Regions from separate parts of the Ovis aries genome. Here region 2 is linked to region 1. A link is a contact called in public Hi-C data. All regions are on one chromosome and are shown on one strand. The core of a region is the stretch at or near the end of the contact, and the rest is flanking DNA. Distances in the headings are between cores, read along the strand shown. Region 1 overlaps MAP3K13 (mitogen-activated protein kinase kinase kinase 13). Region 2 holds the start of EHHADH (enoyl-CoA hydratase and 3-hydroxyacyl CoA dehydrogenase).

Region 1 (7,135 bases), core at 2,864-5,363:
TGTTAGGTCCATACCATTTCTGTTCTTTATCGAGCCCATCTTTGCATGAAATGTTCCCTTGGTATCTCTAATTTTCTTGAAGAGATCTCTAGTCTTTCCCAATCTGTTGTTTTCCTCTATTTCTTTGCATTGATCACTGAAGAAGGCATCCACTCTCAAAGTTTTAGTACCTTAAATACCAAAACATTTTTAATCTCCAGCTTAGACCTCTCCTCTGAGCTCCAGATGTATAAACATCTACAAGCTTAACATGTCCATGTATGTGTCTAACATTCATCTAAAATTTAGCATGTTCAAAACTGAACACCTGATCATCCCTCTCATCAAACTTCTTTTTCATTTTTTTAATCTTGGTAATAGACAATTCTATCATTATTATTTCTCAGCCTTGGAGTTATCCTTGATGCCCGCCTTCTCTCATGCCAACCATCTGATCCTTGAGAAAGTCCTGTGGGCTCTGTCCTAAACATACAGGCAGAGTCCAGTCACTTCTACCTCCTAACTTAACCTTCTTTCTTCTACCCTTGCCCCTTTCTATCAACACAGCAGCCAAAGTGATCTTGTTAAACAGAAGTAACATCAAGTCGCTCTGCTCAAAACTCCAGTAGCTTCCTGTCTGACTAATAAAAACCCTTTGATGTGATCTGCTCCTACTCTTCACCAGGTCACCTGTTTCAGCCTTCTCTCTGTTTTAAGGATTTTGCTGGTGCTATGCCCTGTGCTTGGAATGATCTAGAAACTGTGTGGTACTTTCCCTCACCTCCTTCAGGATCTGACTTGGAGGTCACACTAGCTACACTCCCAACTCTTCCTTCCAGCTACCACACACATACTTCTTAATCCCTTTTCTTGCTTGCTTTTTGTCCTTCTCACTATATAATATTCCATGTATTTTCCTTCTTTATCTCATCTACTTTCTCTCAGCTCTGTTATATAAGCTGCATGTGAGCAGAGTGATTTGCTTTGTCTTTTATTTTCTGCTGTAACCCTAGTGCCTAGAACAGGGTTTAACTCATAGTGAGTAGTGAATAAATATTCATTGAGTGAATGAATGAATCATGTATGAAACTGCTCAAGTGGTTGAATATGGTATTGCTTAATTGTCTTAATGTGGCTGAATATAAAATAATTAAAGGTTTTTTGTTTATTGAAATCAAAGTATTTTTGACATAATGGGAAAAATCCCATTAAGCTGAGACTTTCAAAATGTCAGTATACGTTTATACTCATTCGACTACTACTTATCAAACCCTGGATATTTTCAGGTATTCTGTCAGTATGCAATTAAGAAATAGTGCTTTCAATAGGTTTGTTATTGTTCAGTTGCTCAGTCATGTCCGACTCTTTGAGACCCCATGGACTGCAGCATGTCAGTTTTCCTTGTCCTTCACCATCTTCCGGACCTTGCTCAAACTCACGTCCATTGAGTCGGTGATGCCGTCCAGCCATCTCATTCTGTCGTCCCCTTCTCCTCCTGCCTTCAATCTTTCCCAGCGTCAGGGCCTTTTCCAGTGAGTCAGTTCTTCGCATCAGGTGATCAAAGCATTGGAGCCTCAGCTTCAGCATCAGTCCTTCCAATGAATATTCAGGATTGATTTCCTTTAGGATTGACTGGTTTGATATCTTTGCAATCCAAAGGATTCTCAAGAGTCTTCTTCAACACCACAGTTCAGAAGCATCAATTCTTCGGCACTCAGCCTTCTTTATGGTCCAACTCTCACATCCATTCATGACTACTGGAAAAACCATAGCTTTGACTATATGGGCCTTTGTCGGCAAAGTAATGTCTCTGCTTTTTAATATGCTGTCTAGGTTGGTCATAGCTTTTCTTCCAAGGAGCAAGCGTCTTTTAATTTCATGGCTGCAGTCACCATCTGCAGTGATTTTGGAGCCCCAAAAAATAAAGTCTGTCACTGTTTTCATTGTTTCCCCTTCTATTTGCCATCAATAGGTTAGAACTAAGTAAGTTACTCTTGAATGGGTAACGTAAATATAGTCAATAAGTAGTAGTATTTTCTTCCTAAACCTGCCATAGCATGTAAAAATAGATGTATATAAAATGGTAGCTAATTTACTTGGAGAAAATAAGAGTGCACGTACAAATAAAAAGTCACCAAAGAAAGCTCAAGAAGAAAAGATTGACTTCCAAAATTTTATGTACTATAATGTAGTTGCCCTTGAAACCGTGTGGTATTAGTACAGATAGGTCAAAATATAAGGTGCAAGACTGAAAACCAAAATTAGACACATCATCATTAAGAGGATTATTTTGAAAAACAAAAACCTAACCTGTGAATCAGAAATTAGCATGGATCCAATTCAGAAGAAAAAGCACTAGTATATGTACTGCACATGCATATATAGAATGAAGACAAAGATGGAAACAAATACCAAGATAAAGATTTGTGAAATCAAGTTGTTTAGAGATTGTTTAATAAGCATGGAATATTAAAGTGATAACATTTTCTTAGTATACATAATTTATGCCAAAATTAAAAGTATTAATAAACAGAGCAAATAAACCAAAGTGCTTTCTGGACATGGTTTTAGATATTTTAAAAAACCATTTGCAATTGCATATGGAAATTAAAAATCTTTTAAATCTAAAGTTCATATTAAACTATGGGAGGAGAACTTTTGCTTCTGTTTAAGATGTAGAAAGTTGCAAAGAGAACATTTCTCTCACTCCTAACATTAGAAAAACCTGATAATCCATAAAGACATTAACTTTTCTTGAGTCCATGAGAGAGCTGGGTTCACAAGGCAGTCAGGTAAACCGAAATTCCAAAGACAAGCCCTTCTGAGAAGAGATGGGGCACAGAACTGTTTTTACGTTTGGCAGAGCATGAGAGGAAACAGTGACCAGCATAAAAGGGTGATTGCTAAAGAAAAAGTTAAAATTTTAACGAATTCTTGATGTTTGAATATGGGGCTAGAATAACAGTCTAGAATAACTGGGAGCCCCAGACACCAGGGAGTCTGCACTCACTCAAGCTGTTTTCTATAGATCCCTTGTGTTAATTTCCTAGGGCTGCCAAAACACAGTGCCACAAACTAGAATGAGCTAAAACACCAGCAATTCTATCATAGTTCTGGATGCAAGAAGTCCAAAATCGAGGAGTTGGCTGTGCTGTCTGTCTCTCTGAAGAATGTAGGAAAGAATCTACTCCATGCCTTTCCTCTCTCTTTTTAAAAATTGATATTGGATAGTTTTTATTATTTTTAATATTTGTTTTATGTTGGAGTATAGTTTATCTCCTTGCATTTCTCCTAACTCGTGGCATTTGCTGACAGTTCTCAGTATTGCTTGCTCTGTGACCGCATGGCTGTAATCTCTGCCTTCATCTTCACATGACTGCCTTCTTTATGTGTGTGTGTCTGTGTGTCTGTGGCACCTTCCCAACATCTTAACCATTCAAGTGTTCAGTAGTGTGACCTTTATGCACACTGTGCAGCATATAAGTTTTGGCATATTGTGTTCTCATTTCATTCGTCTCAAGATATTTCCTAATTTCCCATGTGTTTTCTTCCTTGATGCGTTGGCAGCTCATAATGTGTATAATTTCCACATGTTTATGTGGAAGTTGTTTGGTTCAGCTCCTGAAGTTGTTTGGTTCTTTTTTTTATGCTTTGTCTTTGCTGATAGTCTTGTTTTGTTCATGCGTCATTTCCCTGATTTTCTTTAGTTGTCTGTGTTCTTGTGTAGCACATTGAGCATCTTTAAGACGATTGTTTTAATTCTTTGTCAGGTAATTCATGAGCCTCCATTTCTTTAGGGTCTGTTTCTGGAGATTTATTTTGTTTCTTTGGTTGAGCCATGTTTCCTCCTTTCTTTCTATGCCTTGTTTTCTGCTGGAATTCGCACATTTAAAAAAAACTGCTACCTCTCCCAGTTCTAGGGACTGGCTTCATAAGGGGAAGACCGTCACCAGTCAGCTCTACTGAAAATTCTGGGAGCCTCTTAAAGCTTCTGTGAAAAGGCATCTTCTCTGAGCTTGTATGAATTGTATTGTATTGTAAGATCTTACGGAAAAACCCGAATGAACTTTGACCAAACAAGTATGTACCTTCCCAATTAGTTTCTTTTTCAGGAGTTTGTAATCTTTTGCTCCCTCTGGTGTTGATCTATAGTATTGCTGATTTTCTGGTGCTGGAACCCGTCTCTGAGCTCTCTTCTGTTCTCAGTGGGACTTGACTTCCTAGGAGCTGAGTCAGAGATGTTTCGAGTTAACCAATTTTGTGTCTCAAAATTATTTCCCTAAAGAATTCAAAAGAGTGGAGTTTTGATCTGAGTAGTACCTTAGGACTTTCCTCCTACTTTAGAATGACTTTTCTGGAGAATGTTCCTAGTAGTACTCGTTGTTGCTTCCATTCTTTGAGAATGTTAGTCTTGCAATCCCATACATCTGCTGTCATTCCCTGAGTCATCTTTGCTCATTTTCTTCCCAGCCCAGGAAGGTCTTCAAGACTTCACATTCTCTTTAGTTATTGTCTGACTCTCCTTTCCTTCTCATTCAGCTGTTTTGAAAGAATTTCGGTGCTTTTTTGGTTGAAATTAAGAGAAAGGATAGGGGGAGGGAGAGATTCAGACACATTTTTTTAAAATATGGTGGTTCTTTGTATTTGCTGAAATAATTTATTAAAATATTAATTGCATCACTGTTTTAAAAGAAAATAATCTGAAGTTCTATTAAGAAGAAAATGATGAATGAATTTCAGTTCATTCATTGTAATAAATTTCATCAGTGCATTGTAGAGCTACTTTTATCAACATGGATCAATCTAAAAAAAAAGTTGCATAAAATAAGTTTTGGAAGGATCTTACAAATTTTCATAAAGATGAAAAATAGTACAGTTGACCCCTTGAATAACACGAGGACTAAGGACACTGACCCCTACACAGACAAAAATCCACATATAACTTTTGACACCCCCAAAATTTACTAATAGCTTATTGTTGACAGGAAGCCTCACCTATAACATAAACAGTCAATTTATATGTATTTTGTATGTTATGTGTATTATATGTTGTATTCTTTTTTTTTAATTGGAGGCTAATTACTTTACAATATTATAGTGGCTTTCACCATACATCGATACAAATCAGCCATGGGTTATTCTTATAGTAAAGTAAGCTAGAGAAAAGAAAACATTATTAAGGAAATCATAAGGAAGAGGAAATATAGGTACAGTTGTTTAGCCGCTAAGTCATATGCAACTCTATGCAACCCCATGAACTGTAGCCCGCCAGTCTCTTTCTGTACATGGGATTTCCCAGGCAAGGAGACTAGAGTGGGTTGCATTTCCTTCTCTAACAGGTACAGTGCTGTGTGCTTAGTGGCTCAATCATGTCTGACTCTTCGCAACCCGATGAACTGTAGCCCACCAGGCTCTTTCTGTCCTTGGGACTTCCCAGGCAAGAATACTGACGTGGGTTGCATTTCCTTCTCTAATAGGTGCAGTCCTGTGTACCTAGTGGCTCAGTCATGTCTGACTCTCTGCGACCCCATGGACTGTGGCCCACCAGGCTCCTCTGTCTGTAGGGATTCTCCAGGCAAGAATACTGGAGTGGATTGCCATGCCCTCCTCAAGAGGATCTTCCCAACCTAGGTCTCAAACCTGGGTCTCCCGCACTGCAGGTGGATTCTTTTCCATCTGAGCCACCAGGGAAGCCCAATAGGTACAGTACTGTACCTTATTTATCAATACCATATGTTTACATCTGTTTATAAGATGAGCCATCTGTCTGTCAGTACCTACATCAGTATTGTGTTATGTGATACAAAACATGGTGATGTTATCCATGTTACTAACACTGGACATAAAAAATGAAAAAATAATGAGATAATGTGAAAAAGAAATTCATATTTATACAGATATAACAATTTGTACATTGATAATGAAGAAGTAGCAGTATGACTGCTTTATGGAACCCGAATGTATCAGTATGATTGCTTCATGTTAGTTCAGCCTATACACTAATGAATGAATCATTATAAAATTTTCATGGCATAGATATTACTATATTATTCATAATGCAATATTAGAAACACTTTTTAAAAAGAAAACCTTATCTATGATAATAAGCTATTTCTCCATTTAGAGAGACAGGCATAGTATATGGTAATGTAATTCTATGAAAGCAAAGTTATAAAACAGAAAATGAACACATTATTTTTATATTAAATATCACTCACCTTATGCCCATATTAGGATAGACTAGTATCCATGTGTACTTTTATGCATTCATGATATAACTTTTTCTTAAGTTTTTCAATATTTCTAAGCTATCTGGTTCATCTGTGAGTTTTTCAAATTGTGACAAATTTCCAATAATTTTTCCAGTATATTTATTGAAAAAAATCCACGTGTGAGTGGACCCACACAGTTCAAACCTGTGTTGTTCAAGGTCCCACTGTACTTTTGGGGGGGATGATGAACACTATATTCAGAATAGTGATTTAAGTATTAGAGAGAAGTATGTGAATTTGCAAGGGTACTGGGAGTGTTTGAAAATTTGTCTATTTTGGAAATTATCTGACAGAATTATGGAAAGATGAGAGAGTGGTGGGAAAGAGGTGAGTTTTAAAGTTAACTTGTGGATTAAAATTGGAAAGCTCTTTGGACTCTTAGGCAGCTCTGGAGGCTGGCTGGCTGCTTTCTCTACTTGTCTCCCATGGCCTCTGGATTCTAACCGAGAAATGATCTTACTGAGTCTGTTGGTCGCAGTGTGATAGGGAATGCTGCCACGGTAATACCCCTGTTTCAAACATGGGTCCCTGGGTTAGGACAGCAGGATATGCTCACACAAAATAGTGTTTCCCAGAAAGGGGCAGCGGAGTGCAGCACTTCCTAAGAGATGAAGACACAGGCTTTCACCCACTGCAGTTTGCCCTTTCTCGGCTTCCTGTGCATCTCTGTCACTGTGTAATCACATGGCACAGTAATTGATACATATCTGCCTGTCTTACTAGATTGTCAATTCTTCAAGCACTCATTCTTAAGTACATAGTAGGTGCCTAATGAATGTTTGTGGAATGAATGCAAATGAGCATACCCTTCCAAGAGATATAATAGGATTAGTAAAAATATGTAGGTATACCTTGGTATATGAAAGTGTAAAGTGAAAGTCACT
Region 2 (7,135 bases), core at 1,768-4,267, 33 kb before region 1:
AGAACTTAACCTTCTGTCACTTTAGAAGTCTTTTTTGTGACCATTTTTTAAAACCAGAAGTCATCAAAGTCGTGGCTTGTGACCAGCATTTTTCAAAGAAACAGAATGAAAATAGAATACATCAAATAAAAAGAAAAGTTTTGTTTCACTAAACTTTGCTTTCAGTTACATATTTGTATGTGTGTTTGTGTGTGCGTGTCCTAGGTTGCTATGTAAAACATGGATTACTGTGTAGAATATAATTAAAAATTATATAAAAGCCATTGTTTTGGGAGACAAATCTAGTAATTAGGCATCTCCTACATTTATAAAGAGGGTTGGCATTTATCCAAATAGAAATCTCGCTTAGCTAAAGGAACAAAGAAAGATTTGAACTGTTTGGGCCAAAATATATTCAAATAATCTCTCACTTATCTAAGAAGAAATAGTTACCCAAATAAAATTAGAAATAGGAAGGAGGAAAGGAAGGGGAGATGAAAAGCGTAAAGCAAAAAGAGAGAAAAAAAGGGGGGGGGGACCTGTTAAACTGGATGAGCGTGCTAGGACACATACCTTCACCTAAGTACAAGTTTAAGAGGAAAGCGCAAAAAAGTGTTTATCGCCAAATGGAGAAAATCCTGATGCAGCTGCAATGAATCCTGAGCAGCAGGGCCTGTTGGTAGGGGCTTGTAACAGGCCTTTTGCCTAATAAAAATAATGATAGCTGGTGGTGCAGTGGTAAAGAATTCGCCTGCCAATGAAAGAGATGCAAAAGACGCGGCTGAGTTGGAAAGATCCCCTGGAGTAGGAAATGGCAACCCACTCCAGTATTCTTGCCTGGAAAATCCCATGGACAGAAGAGCCTGGTAGTCTGCAGTGCCTGGGGTCAAAAAGTCAGACACAACTAAGCGCGCACACACACACAACATCTAAGTGTCAGTTTCTAATCGGCAACACATTTAAACCTCACAACTTAATGAGGTAGGTACTAAAATTTCTTCTGCAACGGGGAAAGGGAACAGGTTAAATACCAGACACATTTTAAGTAGTTATGGGAAAATATTCCTAGTTATAGGTACTAAACTGTAGAACCATTTTCCCCAAAGTTAGAGATGGGCACAGTTATCCATTATGAGAGATTAAGGCAGAGTCCTAATACTTAGTAATTTTAATTGAAATACAAAGTTCAAAATTGATATGTAATTGTAGTACTCCTGTTTTTCTTCATCAAAACCGAAATAACAATATTTTGCTTTATTCCGAGTGGCAAGTAAGTGGACTTATTCTTTGTGTGATTTTATTTCTGAAAATTTTTATATTATTAAATGCAAAATTTTATATTAAAATAAAAGTTATAATATTAATGCTAATGATAAAACCAAATCTGCTGACAGGACAAAAATTCAGTTAAAATTAGCATGTCTTCTCATTTCAGTCTCTTTTTGCTCCAGCAGCATGCAGTAAGGATTCTGACCAAAAGTCGTTCTCTTTATGCTTTATATGTTCTCTGTAAATGATCATTTCCCTACTCCCTGTGGACGAGTGGTTTTTTCCCCAGGTTGATCACTATACTTTTTTCAGAGATATAAAAGAACCAGGTGGTGCTAGTGGTGAAAACCTCCCTGCCAATGCAAGAGGCATAAGAGTTCAATCCCTGGGTGGTAAAGATCCCCTGGAGGAGGGCATGACAACTCACTCCAGTATTCTTGCCTGGAGGATCCCATGGACAGAGGAGCCTAGGGGCACACAGTCCATAGGGGCACACAGACTCATACACGGCTAAAGTGACTTAGCACAAACCTATATATCATTAATTTTCAAAATAGCAGCATTAATCTCACTTTTTAAAGTAATGCTTTTACTAGTTTAACAAGAAAAGTACTCCACGATAAAAGAACATAAACGGCACAGCAGTTTTTCAGGAAATGCTATTTAATAGGCTAATTCTGACATGAGCTTATTCTAACATGGATCTTCACCAAAGCACTAAGACCTTGAAGTTTAGAACAAACCAAGAGATACATCTTTGTGTTTCTGGGCCAGGACATAATTCTCTTTTACTCAATATATTGGCATTAATGGGGATCTTTATTTTTAACAGTGTGAAGCCACCTTATTTTTGGACTCCCAAAGCTTTTAGTCACACATTGTAAGGGTGGCCTGGACTCCAGGTTGGGAAGGGAGGGATCAAGGTCCAGGCAGCACAGCACTAAGACCTCTGGACTAGAAAGTACATCTGAGAAGTCAAAGTTGCAAGTAAGCAGAAGAGTGCAGCACGAAGTTGGCACGGACAGAGGCACTAAGACCTCTGGACTAGAAAGTACATCTGAGAAGTCAAAGTTGCAAGTAAGCAGAAGAGTGCAGCACGAAGTTGGCACGGACAGAGGCACAAAGACCTCTGGACTAGAAAGTACATCTGAGAAGTCAAAGTTGCAAGTAAACAGGAGTTCAGCACGAAGTTGGCACGGACAGACCGGTTCGGGCGCAGCTCCCCAATTTCTAGCTGTCTTCCTCTCAGCCTCGGTTTCTTTATCAGCGAAACGGAGATGAGAGGTCTCTGCAAACAGGTACCGAGGCTACCAATGTAAAGTGAAAGTGAAGTCGCTCAGTCGTGTCCGACTCTTTGCGACCCCATGGACTGTAGCCTATCAGGCTCCTCCGTCCATGGGATTTTCCAGGCAAGAGTGCTGGAGTGGATTGCCATTTCCTTCTCCAGGGGATCTTCCCGACCCAGGAATCGAACCCGAGTCTCCCGCATTGCAGGCAGACGCTTTATCGTCTGGGAAACCACAACGTAAAAGGTCCTGGCATTTGCCCTGATTCTATCCGTGTCAGTGTCTTTCTCCGTTTAAACCAGCAGGGGGAAGTCAAAGCCTCCACTTGAGGCAGGCAGGTACGCCCCTGCTCGCCCTCCCCAGACTGATCGCCGAGAGCCCGTTACCTGATCGCATTGACTGGCGGGTTTCGTAGACGGATCAGTGCCAGGCTGTTCTGCAGCCGCGTGAACTCAGCCATGTTTGCTCAGTTGCCCCAAAGTCGCCTCACCCCTCAGCTGAGAGGCAAGATCACTTTCGCTGGGCGCGTCCTGGGGAGAGGAGGGGCGTCTGCTGGGCCAATGTGAACCCGGCACCGCCTCCGGCCCCAGCACCGCTTCCCGCCCCGGGACGCTCCCGGGCTCTGATGCCCATCCTCCATCTCAGTCCTCCTCCTTCCCTGACCGCAGCCCCGTGCTCAGCACACCCTTGCCGTCTCTTCCTCTTTGCTGGCCCCTGTCCTGCTCCCATCACAAAGTAGGTCAGGCAGGAAGTTGGAAGATGCGTGAAATTGCCAGTAAGTCCAGATTTGCAAACCCCTGGCCCAGAGGGGCTGGCTTCCCTGGACAAGTTCTAGATGCACTAAGTTGGTGCAGCTTCATCACAGTCTTCATTATCCTTCTTAACAAAGACAGATATGTGGGATCCTGACAATTATATGATATGACACATACCTGGAACATATAAAACACTTCATGCATTTCATCTAAATGAGTAAGGTACTAATATCAACCAAACATGTACAGAACTGTCATGCAGCAACCTTGTGGAACATACCACTTTCTTGTCTGTTCAATCCTTCCAGTTTTTTTTTTTTCCTTCTTCTGGCATTCCTAAGGATTATTTCTAAGATTAATACTTCAACTATGAATCGAGCAACTATTATGTCCTAGGCAGCAGGCCAAAGACTAAAGATAAATGAGGCTGGGTTCAGAATGGGACAAAGTTTTTGAAGATGCAGTTGGCCTCAGGTGGTCTCCACAGCCCATCAACTGGCCAGAAGGCAGTCTGGAAGTTTCAGAGGAAAAACAAAACAATGGAGTGGTTTTATTCACTGACGTTTCACAAATTTCAGCAACGAGGCTGGATGGCATCACTGTCTCGATGGACGTGAATCTGAGTGAACTCCGGGTGATGGACAGGGAGGCCTGGCGTGCTGTGATTCATGGGGTCACAAAGAGTCGGACACGACTGAACGACTGAACTGAACTGAACTGAAGGATTATTTTCACAGACATTCTTTTCAGTTCAGTTGCTCAGTCATGTCCGACTCCTTGCAGCCCCATGGACTGCAGCATGCCAGGACTCCCTGTTCATCACCAACTCCTTGAGCTTGCTCAAATTCATGTCCATTGAGTCAGTGATGCCATCCAACCATCTCATTCTCTGTTGTCCCCTTCTCTTCCTGCCTTCAATCTTTCCCAGCATCAGGGTCTTTTCCAAGGAGTCAGTTCTTCACATCAGGTGGTCAAAGTATTGGAGTTTCAGCTTCAGCATCAGTCTTTCCAATGAATGTTCAGGACTGATTTCATTTAGGATTGACTGGTGTGATCTCCTTGCAGTCTAAGGGACTCTCAAGAGTCTTCTCCAACACCACAGTTCAAAAACATCAATTCTTCGGTACTCAGCCTTCTTTATAGTCCAACTCTCACCTCCATACATGACTACTGGAAAAACCATAGCTTTGACCAGATGGACCTTTGCTGTCTAGGTTGGTCACAGCTTTTCTTTCAAGGAGCAAGCATCTTTTAATTTCATGGCTGCAGTCACCATCTGCAGTGATTTTGGAGCCCAAGAAAATAAAGCCTGTCACTGTTTCCATTGCTTCCCCTCTATTTGCCATGAAGTAATGCTTTTGAACTGCGGTGTTGGAGAAGACTCTTGAGAGTCCCTTGGACTGCAAGGAGATCCAACCAATCCATTCTGAAGGAGATCAGCCCTGGGATTTCTTTGGAAGGAATGATGCTAAAGCTGAAACTCCAGTACTTTGGCCACCTCATGTGAAGAGTTGACTCATTGGAAAAGACTCTGATGCTGGGGGGGATTGGAGGCAGGAGGAGAAGGGGACAACAGAGGATGAGATGGCTGGATGGCATCGCCGACTTGATGCACATGAGTCTGAGTGAACTCTGGGAGTTGGTGATGGACAGGGAGGCCTGGCGTGCTGCAATTCATGGGGTCGCAAATAGACATGACTGAGCAACTGAACTAAACTGAACCGAATGGGACCAGATGCCATGATCTTTGTTTTTTGAATGTTGAGTTTTAAGCCAGCTTTTTCACTCTCCTCTTTCACTTTCATCAAGAGGCTCTTCAGTTCCTCTTCACTTTCTGCCATAAGGGTGGTGTCATTTGCATATCTGAGGTTATTGATATTTCTCCTGGCAATCTTGATTCCAGCTTGTGCTTCATCCAGCCTGGCATTTCGCATGATGTACTCTGCATATAAGTTAAATAAGCACGGTGACAATATATAGCCTTGACATACTCCTTTCCCAATTGGGAACCAGTCTGTTGTTCCATGTCCAGTTCTAACTATTGCTTCTTGAACTGCATACAGATTTCTCAAGAGGCAGGTCAGGTGGTCTGGTATTCCCATCTCTTGAAGAATTTTCCACAGTTTGTTGTGATCTACACAGTCAAAGGCTTTGGCATAGTCAAGAAAGCAGAAGTAGATGCGATATTCTTTTACCTATTGAAAATAAGGGCTTCCCTGGTGGCTCTGACAGTAAAGAATCCCCCTGCAATGGGGGAGACATGGGTTTGATCCCTGGGTTGGGAAGATCCCATGGAGGAGGGCATAGAAACCCACTCCAGTATTCTTGCCTGGAAAATCCCCACGGACAGAGGAGCCTGGTGGGCTACAGTCCACGGGGTCACAGAGTTGGACACAACTGAGTGACCAAGCACAGCACATTGAAAATAAAACCAGTTTCCTACTCTTAGGAAAGTACCCATGGCCTTGAGGCCCTGGAAACAAGTAGCAGTCAGAACCATATAATCCATCAAGGACAGCCCCTCACTTTGATAGCCAGCCAATCATGAATATCCCTGGGCACAAGCTAACATTCAATATCAACCAGCTTCTTATTAGTGGTATCAATCTCTACTGCCTCTAAAATTCTCTCAACTTCACCTTGCCCAAAATCTCAATGTAAGATTAACAGTTGGCTCTGCTTGGAGAGACCTTGTATAACCAGCACAGCATTCCCTGACTGTAGGAAGCAAGAGATTCAGTATTGTTTTCCAAGGGGACAATTTTGCCGTCCATCCTAACAACTTTCAACGTCTCCACAAAGGCCATGTAGGCAAGGCTTAACAGTTCTGAAACTGCTCCTGGAACAAGTGGAGATAAGCACAGCGTGGAGCCATTCTGAGGCATTTTCTCTTCTATATCTTGGAGTCAGTTACAGGTCATTTCTCATGTATTTCCCTGTGTGCATGCTAAGTCACTTCAGTGGTGCCTGACTCTTTGCAACCTTATGGACTCACCAGGCTTCTCTGTCCAAGGGATTCTCCAGGCAAGAATACTGGAGTGGGTTGCTGTGACCTTCTCCGGGGGATCTTCCCAATCCAGAGGTTGAACTTGCATCTCTTATGCCTCCTGCATTAGCAGGTGGGTTCTTTACCACTAGCACCCCTTGGGTAGCCCTATCTATTGCCCTAGTTTTAGTTAAACACAGAACTTTCTGCCTTGTACTTTCTTTCCCTTAGATACATACAGCTGCAAACATCTGTGTAAATCCATAAAATTGCCTGGCAGTAGTTTAAAGTTGGCTCCTCAGTAGGGCAGTGCTAGGGCAAGCAATAAAGGGCCCCAGTAGGGAAAATTGAAGAGGGCACTCACTCCCTGGTTCATGTAACTGCTGCCCCTGTCCTGCTCCTGAACAACAGAGCGATCCCCACACTTTCTGTAATCTGTCATCCAGCCCCTCCTGTTTAGTGTAATACTGTGGGACTAGGGCCCCAGGCAGCTGACACCAGGCTCATCTTCCTTTTGCTCTCTATGTAGATGATAAACTGTCTAAATCTATTTGTATTCCTTATGGGCCCAATCTATGGCAATGTGGCAAGCCAATTTAACAATATGCCACCATGATACTGTTTACAGTCCACTTGACCCCCTTGACTATCTCTTGATCATAGGCTGAACTGTTACATTCTCAAGTTGTCTTATTTGTCTCAACAAGTGCCACTTAACAAGATGCCATTCCTCTTGACTAATGCATTTCCAGATCATTTACATGTTACTAATTTTGCTTGTTAAATATGTCATTTTCATTATTGTCATGGTGTTGCAATTCACAAATAGATCAGTTGATCAGAAATATATTCAATAGTCA

What was found. A called contact is a pair of places that touch in the nucleus more often than the background predicts.
Region 2: a Hi-C map of liver shows a contact between it and region 1, with 5 times the contacts expected there. The contact joins the promoter of EHHADH here to the enhancer-like site in region 1. A contact is called at or near these places in 3 of 16 Hi-C or Micro-C datasets (blood, liver and mixed tissues).

The regions. Positions count from the first base shown.
Region 1 is chr1:202,618,684-202,625,818 of ARS-UI_Ramb_v3.0, reverse strand. MAP3K13 (mitogen-activated protein kinase kinase kinase 13) reads left to right here. Exons shown (of 16, transcript XM_060419588.1): 3 at 5,457-5,680. Among named protein-coding and RNA genes, the nearest start is that of MAP3K13, 18 kb to the left of the region's middle. Within about 2 kb of position 4,113, at least 6 of the 54 cell types and tissues checked have an H3K27ac peak or open chromatin away from gene starts, as enhancers often do. A contact at or near this core is called in liver, where this site is marked.
Region 2 is chr1:202,650,688-202,657,822 of ARS-UI_Ramb_v3.0, reverse strand. It overlaps EHHADH (enoyl-CoA hydratase and 3-hydroxyacyl CoA dehydrogenase), which reads right to left and starts at 3,017. Exons shown (of 7, transcript XM_027957538.2): 1 at 2,921-3,017. The coding sequence starts at 2,994.